Regions from separate parts of the Gossypium raimondii genome. Here region 1 is linked to region 2. The links are chromatin contacts, called in public Hi-C maps. All regions are on one chromosome and are shown on one strand. The core of a region is the stretch at or near the end of the contact, and the rest is flanking DNA. Distances in the headings are between cores, read along the strand shown.

Region 1 (2,769 bases), core at 135-2,634, 130 kb after region 2:
AAAAACTATTTTAACCTATTAACAGTTGGACCTAAATTTTGAAATTTGAAAAATAAAGGGACTAAATTTCTCAAAATAAAAGTATAGGTACTAAATTCTAAATTTTTGAAAAATACAAGGACTTATGTTATATTTTAACCCTCGATTAAATATCAAACTTTGTTAAAATACGAAGACTATCAGCCTAAGTGGACCTTTTACAATTTGAACTAGACTTGGTCAAGGGCCGGCTCAACCCACGCCCAAAGGCTTGCCTGAAATGTGGAAGGGCTTGGGCAAAAACATATGCCCAAAAAATGGGCTTGGGTAAAAAATAAGATATGTTTTCTAAACGGACATAGTCTCGAGTAAGTTTTTTTTTTACTTTGCCCGACCCAAATTTGCCTAATTTTTTACTGTTGTTTTGTTGTTGTTTGCTGTCATTTTGATGTTGTTTTGCTGTCATTTTGCTTTTATATTGTTGTTATTATTTGGATATTGTATAACTTTTATTTTATTATTAAATTTGCTACTATTTTGGAGGCATTTGCTTGTTAAGTTACAATTATCTTAATGTTATTTAAGTATAAAGATTTCTTTAACATATTTTTAATTTATTGAGAAATATTTATTTTAATATTTTTAGTGTATTTGATATATTATATTTTTTAAATTTACTTTTATATAAAAAATAATACGGGCAGGTCGGATCGAGTTCGAGTTTAATATTTTTTTTATTTAAATCAAATTTAGGCAAAATTTTAAAATATTTTTTAAGCAGGGTTGAACCCAAATCTAAAATTTTGCATCGGACATGATGAGGTCTAAAATTGAAGTTTCGTCGTTGTTGATGACATGGAGCATGATAGGATTTATTACATCTGAAATTACGGTAAGATTGAAAGCATAGATGTAATTGCAATTTAAATCTCGTAAAGTGCAACTATCATTTAAAATTACTGTTAGAAAGTAAAAGGGAAGGAAGCAGTCATGTGAGTGTTTGAGAAAAGCACATGGCCATTGTCTAAACAAGAATGCCATGGATGGAAGTAAAGGAGTTTGAGGTTCTTAACAGTCGTTTTCATGGGGGAACTTTCACAGTTAACAAATGAAAAACTCATCAGCAAGCTTTTGATTGGTTTATTTTCATATACTTGATAGTTTATCTTTCCCATTCTTTCTATCTGTTTTCTTCTCTCTTCATCAAATAAGAAAAAAAAAGAAAGAAAAGAAAGATAATTGCTTGCACGTGGCAAACAACTGTTTCAATTGAAAGAAAAGCAATTGTTTCTATTGAAAGGCTAAAATTTTAAAATACCAGTATATATATATATAGATAAAGTAGGTTCCCTTAATATTATTATTATTATAGTAAGGCTTTATCAGAAGCTTAATATATAACGTATTGTACTTTCAGTTGCATCATTTCTATATACATCTCCTAAATTTTGTTCTGTTTTCGGCCAAAAATTATGAGCGTGGAGAATCAATTTCCCAAAACAGAAACTTTGATGAACAAGGAGTGGCCTTCTTATATTTATGGCACGCCAACAGGTCCTATCATTTGGGGCGCTTTAAGCAAGTCACCACCTTCATCATCATCCTCATCTCCTTCACCTGATAGGCTCAATTCCAGTTCTTCACCTGAGGAGTCTCTAGAAGCCAATTTGTTAAAAAACATCCCTGGAATTCTCAGACAAGATATTTTGAATGAGCATCATTCCAGCTTGTTTGTTTCAGGGTTCAGTTCTGTCCCCCCTCATGGTGGTCTTGTTTCTGAGGTCAAGGATGGTTTTATGCCATTGAACTTCTTGGAGACTTTTCCGAAACTAAACCAAGCTCAAGTTTCTGAACCACCTTCTCCCTCTACAACATCGAAATTCCCCAACTTAAACTTGTTTCTGCAGGAACCTGGCATGTTAGATCCGAGCAGACGAGCCATTGGTTCCATGGGGAAAAAGGGTGAACCTGGATCGACCTTGTGTCAAAACTCTTCATTCCAAATGCCTCAAATTGGTCAGGTTCAGTCTCAAATGGGGGATGAATGGCTTAGAATGAACCAGAGTTTGACAAGTTATCAATCCAAAGGTTTTAGTGACTACTGGCTTAGCACTACCAAGACTCAACCTATGAAGTACACTGGACGCAGGTTGCAGAACCAGCATCAAAAGGGTTCATCATCCCCTGGAAAGTTGTTCAGAGGGGTAAGGCAAAGACATTGGGGAAAATGGGTTGCCGAGATACGGCTGCCGAGAAATCGGACAAGGGTTTGGTTAGGGACTTTCGACACTGCAGAAGAAGCGGCAATGGCATACGATACAGCAGCATACATGCTGCGTGGAGAATATGCACATTTGAATTTTCCAGATCTTAAGCATCAACTCAAGGCCAATTCTTTGAATGGGAACACTGCTGCACTTCTTGAAGCCAAGTTGCAAGCAATTTCACAAGGCATTGCTGGCAACAAGAAGTCCAATGACCCATCGTTGACATCGGCAAAAGTCCAAGATTTAAACCAGAACACTGAGAAAAGAGAGTGGCAATTTGAGGTCAAGAACAAGGCAGTATCTGAAGTGAATGAGATAAGTAAGAAAACTCAGGAGAGTGTATCATCAGATGTAGATGCTGTACAGTTAAGTAGAATGCCTTCCTTGGACATGGATATGATCTGGGATGCTCTTTCGGTCTCTGACTCCTGACATTTTCTTATATTATTCATCTTTGTCCTAGCATATTTGTATCATCTTTTACTACCACATGCTCACACATTTAATCAAACTTTTTTTATCC
Region 2 (2,709 bases), core at 144-2,643:
TTTACGTGAATAAAAAATCATAGGTAAAGATAAATTTACTAAATCGGCAAGAACGAAGAGTACATAGATAGAAATAAAAACTAAACTCTGAAACCCGAAAATAAGAACACTTGAAACTTAAACACAAAATTCTCTGAAAGCTTGTAAAAGCTAATAGTATAAAAATAATCTACACTAATCAGCGTTTAAGTGGAAAACTAAAACAATATTTAACTGAAAGAAGTAAAGCTGAGAAAATTGAGAAACATGTCGCCACGTTGCGACACGGCTTTCTTTTCGTCGTGATGAAGTATGGTCACGTCATCGGAGCGAAGAACTCCTCTTCGTTGCGACGTCACACACTATTTATGCTGAAATACGAGGCATACTCCACATTAATCAACCATTTTATAAAATATATAAATAATCATACAATTGGTGTATAGATTAATGAATCAAATATGATGAAGATGGATGAGTTGCCATTTTCCTATATATTTACATTTCCATAAACTCTTTAAACTTATGTAAAAAATTTGCTGAGAAAAAAATAGGGTAAATTATATCATTAGTCATTAAATTATAAGAAAGTTTTTGTTTTGGTTATTTAATTAAAAAATGGTTATAATTTGATCACTAAACTATTTGAAAGTTTTCATTTAAGTCACTAAACTATTAAAAATATTTTATTTAAGTCACTAGACTATTAAATTTTTTTTTAAAGTTCTGCCATAAACTCCAAGCGATGATTCGACGATCGAGAGGGTGGATCTGTACCCATCGACGAGTAGAAGAACATAACTTAGATCCAAGTCTATCTAGCGATCAGTGTAGGAGATCAAAGAAAAAACTGTTTGAATTTTGGTTTGCAGATTTGTGAAGTTCAAAGTTGTTTCATGAAAAAACATTCAACGATAGAAGAGAAAGGGAAAAAGAGCTCTCGATTGGTACAGATAGTGCGAATAGAGAAAGCCATATAGAATCGATTTTAATAGCCCAATGACTTAAATGAAAACTTGTGAATAGTTCAGTGATCAACAAAATAACAACAAACAACGATTATATTTAGATGTTAGGTGTTCTCTAAAAGGATAAATGATTAATCATAAAATATGCTCTATTCGCAGGAATGGATAGTTAAAGAAGGAGGTGAATAACCACTACATAATTGGTTTCTAAAGTTATAGGTACATAGATTTCCAAAGGTTACTTTAGGAAATGAAATGATGAAATATTTGAAATAAATTTTGGAATTGTTAGATTGCCACATAATTGATCCAAAATTTGTATATCATGTCAAAGCCGAATCCAAATAGGCTCAAACCCTAAAACCGAACCTAAATAGGCCTAAGCCCAATAACATCTATTTACGTTTTCTTGCAGAGCAGCTTCCTCCTTCCCTTATATAACCCCACCGTTTCACTCCATGTTTCTTTTTTGCAGGCTAAGCAATTTTGAGACTCTTCTATTTAGCAATGGCTTCTTCTCTAGCTCTTAAGAGGCTCGTCTCATCCAACATCCTCCCTAGCTCCTTACGCGTCGCCATCGCTCCATCCATCTCCAGACTCTTTAACACCAACGCCGCCACGCCTGATGACCACGATGATCGCCGTCGTGCTGACGGTTTCTTCCCAGGTACTTGTCCACTCATCTGTTTTTCATTTCGACTTCTTTCGCTTCTTTTTAATTTTTGATTATCTAAAATTGATGCTGATTTTGGCCCTTCCGGTTTCTATGCTGCAGATCTGCAGGGGCGGCGCCAGGGGGCCAAAAAAGGTAAATTTTCACTTTAGTTCTTACAGAAATTATAAAATTATGATTCAGTCATTTTGCCCCCTCAAGAAAAAAATTCCTGCAGATATGTTTGATCCTTTGTCTCCAACAAGGAGCCTGAACATGATGGATCAAGTCAAGGGGAATCGATTTCTCTCCACATCCCGTGACATTCCAGGGCTTGGGAGCGAGGCCAAAGAATCAAACCTTCGCCCGTTATCTCCTCATCTTCCTATTTATAAGCCACAGCTTACTTCGACGTTTCCAATTTCCCATAGAATCTCCGGGGCTTTCCTAGCCACTATACTTTTGTTTTTTTATCTTCTTTGTCTGAAAATAGGTTTGATTTGCTTCACCTATACGAATTTCTACCAATTCTTCTTTTATTCATCAAAGCTTCTCCTAATTTCCGTCTCAATTGCTGCCTTAGCCCTGTCCTATTATCTGTATAATGGGGTTCGTCATTTATTGACGGATTTTTCGGGAAAGCTGAGGTGAAGAACGGTGAGGAGGAAAGATGTGATTCAGCTTCAAATCGACTGATTTGCTGGCTTGGTAAGTTCTTGTTTGGTCTGGGCCTTTCTGGGTTGAGGTAAGACTTTGTTTGGCAAAATAAAGAATGTGTTAATGGTTTTTTTTTTTGGAATAAATTGAACCTTGGTGATGAGTAAAAAGAAAACCTTGTTAATGCCAAAAAGCATCTTTGAACTTGTCAATATAGTGATCTGTGTTGAATTAGTGGTTTAATTCGATGGATTCTGCTAAATCTTTGATTGGGAGAGCTGTAACCATTAACCGTTCCCCTTTCAATCGTATGAGCTTTCATTAGGAGTTTAAACTGTGCTTATCTGATTCTGCATCCCCCATAGTTAACAAACACCAAGCTTTGAATGTGTGAACTCTTTCAGAAAGTGATTGTGAACTGTGATAAGATTGACTTAAATGTAAGATTGATTA

Evidence for each region. A called contact is a pair of places that touch in the nucleus more often than the background predicts.
Region 1: a contact with region 2 is called in a Hi-C map of leaf, with 5 times the contacts expected there. The contact joins the promoter of LOC105778241 here to the promoter of LOC105777434 in region 2. A contact is called at or near these places in 2 of 2 Hi-C or Micro-C datasets (both in leaf).

The regions. Positions count from the first base shown.
Region 1 is chr10:27,778,420-27,781,188 of ASM2569854v1, forward strand. It overlaps LOC105778241 (ethylene-responsive transcription factor ERF062), which reads left to right and starts at 1,385. Exons shown (of 1, transcript XM_012601902.2): 1 at 1,385-2,769. The coding sequence starts at 1,452. The coding sequence ends at 2,678.
Region 2 is chr10:27,646,844-27,649,552 of ASM2569854v1, forward strand. It overlaps LOC105777434 (succinate dehydrogenase subunit 3-1, mitochondrial), which reads left to right and starts at 1,394. Exons shown (of 3, transcript XM_012600705.2): 1 at 1,394-1,614; 2 at 1,723-1,755; 3 at 1,838-2,499. The coding sequence starts at 1,455. The coding sequence ends at 2,250.